Linked DNA regions of Mus musculus: region 2 is linked to region 1. A link is a contact called in public promoter capture Hi-C data. All regions are on one chromosome and are shown on one strand. The core of a region is the stretch at or near the end of the contact, and the rest is flanking DNA. Distances in the headings are between cores, read along the strand shown. Region 1 holds the start of Cebpg (CCAAT/enhancer binding protein (C/EBP), gamma). Region 2 holds the start of Ccne1 (cyclin E1).

Region 1 (2,760 bases), core at 75-2,574:
GTTCTCAGAGTAAGCTCCCTGTGGGCAGGGACAGTGTGTTTGTCTTCTTCCATTGCTGACTCTTAGTCCACACTTTAGCACATACCGTTCTTGTAATCAGGAAAAGAATTACAGGATATCAGCTAAAGAGGAAATCTCAAGACTCCTGGGCATTGACTGCTGGCTGTGGAAGGCTTGCCTAGACACAACACAGAATGCAGCTGGCAGAGCGGCTGGCAAAAAAGAGGCTAACTCAATATACATATGACATGCAAGGATGTTTTTATTTTCGATAGTTTTTATATGACTAGAAAACATTAGGGGTAAAATCGTGGTCTTTGTGAGAAACAAAGCACGGTTCACCTTTCATAGTGCTAAGTCTTGGGAAAAAAATGGCTCTTAACACAGCGATCCAAACCTAAAGAAACATACTGACTGGTTTTGAGACATTAGCTCCCCAAGTGTGCATGGGGTTATCAGGGGTCATTCTCTGTGGTTGACTTTTTTTTTTTCAGGTATTTTCATCTCTCAGGGATTCCTCGAAGTCTTATGTGGAGAGCTGCTCTCCTGGCCTTGGCGATGAAGAAACATTTCCCTTCTGAAAGCCAGAGAGTTTTGAATGATAAGCATTGCTAAAGAGGAAGCAATCAAACCTTTCGGGCAGGCTCTGCCTTCCACCCAGCGCTGCTTCCTGTTTTTCAAAACACAAAAACAAAAAGCAACACAAAACAAAACAAAACAACAAAAAAACCCGCTTTTTGATTCTCTTGTGAACTGTTCCCGGGAGACCCAGGCTGGACCACTTGTCACTTTTAAGAGAGCACCTCATATCCATCATCTGCTCTCCGGAGGTGAGCACACTTTGGAAATCGTGATTTGTTCGGCAGCCACAGTCTGCTGTTGTCAAGCGTCTGACAAGTGCTAACCCTAGCACTGGACAGTTTTTCCTTAACGTGCTTTTATCAAAATAAATGTGCAGATGCCTCAGGGCCGTGAGGCCTAAACAAACAAAAAACCCACCCTAACTCAAAAATCCACCTGAGGAAATGTCTTTTCCCTAAGGCAGGTGAGGCCCTCGTAACTCTGATAGAACTTTGCTTGCCATGGGTCACTCCCAAGGCTCAGGGCCACCGCCTGCCACCACCGACAGCCTAAGGGGGAAACCACCGAGCGCGCCTCCAGCCAGCGCCGGTGCTGCCACGCCCACCACGCCCGTTCCGCCGCGCGCCCGCCTCTCGCCGGCACACGGCCTGTGATTGGCTGGTGGAGCTGCCCATCTCTAGAGGCGAGCGCGTCGTTCTCCAAGCAGCGCTTCTATTGGTCACGGCGGCGGCGGCAGCGCGCGGACCCGAAGAGGCGGGGAAAACCGGTGGCCGCGGTGGCGGAACGGGCGGAGGTTGCCGGTTTCGTAACCGTCGCTCCTCCTCGCCGACTCGCGGGCTGCGAGGCCTGGGTCGGGTCGGGTCGGGCCGCGCCGCGCGGGGCCGCTCGGAGTGGAGGCCGTCTGGGGGCGGGCGGGCCGGCCGGAGGCGCAGGTAAGGAGGCCGCGGGTTGTAGCTCGGAGGGGTTGGGGGAGGAGGCCGCGGCCGAGCCCGCCGCTCGCGTAGGCGCCGACCCGGCCGGAGGAGACCCGGCCCTGCCCGATTCGGCAGGTTGGCCCGGAAGGCTCCTGGCGGCTTGGCGGCGCGGGCGGGGGCCCGGAGCGGCGTCTGATGCAACCTGCGGGCAACACCCGGCGGGGCTGAGCTCATCCCTGGCCACGGCCCAGCGCCGCCGCGCTTGGCGCCGACCCCCGCGCTCCCCCGGGCGCCCCCTCACCACAGTCGGGGAAGGGATGGAGTACCAGGTGGTCCCTCCAGAACCTGCCCCTCGGCGACGTGCAGCGTGACAAGCCTGGCGCGCATTGGCCCCTAGGGATGGAGGGTGTTCCTAGAATAGAAGGTGGACCGAATCTTACTTTGGAGCCACCTAGGACTCTCTTCCTGTCGGCTTCCCAAACGGCTCGGTCTGGGGGGGATGGCCCGGGTCCTATTTGGAGTTAATAACCTAGTGGTCATCTAGGGAAGGCACTCGAGTTTTTACACACGTAACGTTGCAAGAGGGAGATTTCGTTTGTTTTTTTGGACGCGGTCGTGTGTCCTGCAGTTCACTGGGAGGGGGAGGACATCCTAGATGATCGCGCACCAGACGCAGAAGGTCAAGCCATGAAGCCTTTCCTTAGCTCGCCTGGAGGGAGCTCGGGAAAAGAGCCAGCGGAGGTATCCAGGTGGGGAAGTTGGGCATGCGGGTGTGAGAATTGTTTCTCTTTCCAAGTGGGCTTGTGTATTTCTGGTCTTAAGAAGGTTGGCATGCTTTGTTTTGCTCTGCTCCTTCTTGCTTTTTTGTTTGTTTCTTTGTAAACTGCATCATAAGATGTATCAAATTTAGAAAGGTTTTAACCTTTGTGGGTTGCACAACAGCTGGGTGTTGTGTCTCTTGAGTTTCCACCCACTTGAATCCTTATTTGAATATATTATCATTGAGTGCAGACCTGTCTCACAGAGGGAATTTGAAACAAAGCACCATAAGGTCTTTCTCTATTGAGAAATTGTACATAGAAGAATTCAGAGTATGGTAGGCAAGCCCCTCTACCTCTGAGCCACATTTCTAGCCTTCAAAGCGCTCTAAGGTCTGTTCATCTATGGCCACTTGAGTAGTAGTAATGATAAGCTAGCTATCCCTGTGGTCATTTCCCTGTTCCTGAAAAACTGTAAATAATGACAGGATGCTACTGAGCTGAAA
Region 2 (2,760 bases), core at 116-2,615, 3.1 Mb before region 1:
AAGGCATTCGTCTCAGTAGCCTGTATGTTCCACAGACCTGGGTCAGTGTGGGTTTCTTTTCTCTCTTTCTTTCTTTCTTTCTTTCTTTCTTTCTTTCTTTCTTTCTTTCTTTCTTTCTTTCTTTCTTTCTTTCTTTCTTTCTTTCTATATCATTTACTAACATAAGGGAAGTGACCCTTTTGGTCCAAGATACAGAAGGGGCAACGGGATAAGAAAACAGAGTGAACAAGAGATTGGAAGAAACAAGTGCTTTGCCATAGTTTAACACTGGAGGGGACGTCCTGGGGAAAGGTACGCCGGAGAGGAAGTGGTTACCAAAGACCTTCAAGTTTTCCGGAAGCACAAACAGCTGGAATGGGTCAGAAGAGAGTAAAGCAAGCTCTGAGGCTCTGGGGTGCGAAAGGGCACCGGATGCTGGATCCAGCAGCTCGGGCGGAGGGCTGAAGGTCAGGTCTGGGGTGGGTGAGGGTCACTTCACGTTTGTGAGGCATGTGCATACTCTGAGGTTGATGAAAACACTTGGAGTAAAATTATAGGCTGGAGACTGCCTCACCTCATGGGGACCTAAGGGTCAGAGAGGCTTTCTGCAAACGGGTTGGGCCCATGTGTGCTAGAGGCACAGAAATGTGCTTGGGTAGCCTAATGAATGAATGAATGGGTGGATGAATGGACCAGAAACACTGACAGGTTAAAGGACCTGCTGCTGGTCCACAGGAGACCTAACAGCAGCAGCCTGAATGCTGGTTCCGGTCCCAGGAGCCACAAGCTGTTGTGACCTTGGGGACACCCACGCGCCGGACTCGGCCCGGAACTCTGCGTCTCAGGGGCGGGGAGGACGAGTCAGGAGGGACAGTGCGCGCGCGCGGGAGACCGGCGGATGACGGGTTCTTAACTCCGGGCCCTCCCGTGCCTCACTCCAGTCAAGCCCGGCCGCCGATCATTGCGATCTGCCCTGCTGACATTCCACTTGGGCGGCCCATGCCGCTCCTCCCGGCCCCGCACGCTCAGAATCCTTCAGGCGCTCGCGCCAAGATTCTCCCGCGTCAGCGAGCCCGCCCCGCAGCCGCGCGCGCCAGACGACTCTCCCGCGTCCCGCCCCGCGCAGGCCCCGCCTACCACGTCCGCACCCCGCCCCCGGCGCGCAGGCCCTGACATCTAGCCCCACCCCTTTAGTGCATGCCACGCCCGTAAAAGAACACGCCCCCCGGGAGGCCACGCCCCCACCAGAGCTCCTCGCTGGTCCGCGCGGCGACGGGGCGGGCCCCGGGCCTGCGGCGGCCGCTGAGGGGCTCGCAGCCCTCGGGGCGGGGCGCGAGGGCGGGACGGGGCCGGTGCCGCGCGCTGGGATTTTTAAATGTCCCGCTCGAAGCCGGGCGCAGGAGCAGCCGGCTCGACAGCCAGCGCGGTGTAGGGGGCAGGCGCGGATCCCGCCAGCGCCGCGCGCTCGGCCGCCGCCTCCCGCCTCCTGCTTCCCGCTCGCCGTCGGCCTCCTGCCCGCTCGAGCGCGCCTGCCTGCGGCGGACACAGCTTCGGGTACGGGCTGCCTGGACTCCCGGGACTCCCGGGACTCCCACGACTCCCAGGCGTCCGGACCGGGTCCGACCAGACCGGACCGGGCCCGGGTGGGGGTGGGGCGAGGCCGGGTCACCCGGTCCCCTGAGGTATCAGCTCGGGGTGCCCCGGCCGGGGTGGCTGTGAGAGACGGGTCAGGGGTAGGTGTAGAAAGGGACACTGAGGCAGCCCCGGCCCCGAGGACGGTGATGGAGCGGGGGGTCCTCTTGAAGGGCGGCTGGGCCTCCATCCCCAACCTCAGGTTCGGACCCAGGGTCGCAGGCTGCTGGCGGCGCCTGCGGGTGACAAGCCACCCGGGCCCATCGGCCATTTTCCCGGCCGGCCTCCGGGCCCAGGAGGCTCCCGCCGCCGCCGCCCGCGCGGGAGGGGGGAGGGGTGCCCGGGACGAACTGGAAGACTCAGGTCCCCTCTGCGGGCCGTGCTCACCACGATGCTTGCTTGTTGTCCTCCCAGGTCTGAGTTCCAAGCCCAAGTCCTGAGCCATGCCAAGGGAGAGGTGAGTGGCCTCCCTGCTGCGGGAGGGTAAGGGTGAGTAGCGGTGGGGGAGGGGCGGCCTGAGTTTTTGGGGAGCAGCACCCCATGACACCATGCCCTTGCAGAGACTCGACGGACCACAGCAACATGAAAGAAGAAGGTGGCTCCGACCTTTCAGTCCGCTCCAGAAAAAGGAAGGCAAATGTGGCCGTGGTGAGTACAAAGGATACAGGTTGGGAAGGGGACAGCCCACCCCCCCTTCCATCTTACCTGGGTACCAAATTTGGTTCTTCTTACCTACTAGTGAAAAGAATTAGTTGAGAGAGAGGTTTCCTTTAGTTGAATGTCGTTCATGACCTAACAAACATTTCCCCCTTTTTCTCTTGTGTTTTTTGTCTTTGGGTCGCACCATGTGGACCCATGGTGGACCGGGATTTTTTTTTTTTTTTTTTTTTTTTTAGTTTTTGCAAGACCCAGATGAAGAAATTGCCAAGATTGACAAGACTGTGAAAAGCGAGGATAGCAGTCAGGTAGGTCTGCTGCCTACAGGGTATTCTGCCTCCTGGGTTCCAGGTTTTCTTTCTTCCAACTTTCCCAAAACAGAGCTGCAGGCCACATGGCTGAACCTCTGAAGCTTGTCAATGTGGCCTGGTCTCAGTTGGGCCTGGGGTTGTGGGAGGGGTTTGTGTTTCCTGAATGGCACCTTTAAGGTTA

What was found. Promoter capture Hi-C pulls out the DNA fragments that hold promoters and counts their contacts.
Region 2: a contact with region 1 is called in a promoter capture Hi-C map of pre-B cells. The contact joins the promoter of Ccne1 here to the promoter of Cebpg in region 1. A contact is called at or near these places in 2 of 39 promoter capture datasets (cranial neural crest and pre-B cells).

The regions. Positions count from the first base shown.
Region 1 is chr7:35,055,130-35,057,889 of GRCm38.p6, reverse strand. It overlaps Cebpg (CCAAT/enhancer binding protein (C/EBP), gamma), which reads left to right and starts at 1,324. Exons shown (of 2, transcript NM_009884.3): 1 at 1,324-1,514. Gm45095 (serine/arginine repetitive matrix protein 1-like) reads right to left here and starts at 2,407. Exons shown (of 2, transcript XM_030243153.1): 1 at 1,798-2,407; 2 at 245-1,698. The coding sequence starts at 1,883. The coding sequence ends at 1,131.
Region 2 is chr7:38,106,095-38,108,854 of GRCm38.p6, reverse strand. Ccne1 (cyclin E1) reads left to right here and starts at 1,365. Exons shown (of 12, transcript NM_007633.2): 1 at 1,365-1,533; 2 at 2,026-2,068; 3 at 2,172-2,259; 4 at 2,508-2,576. The coding sequence starts at 2,055.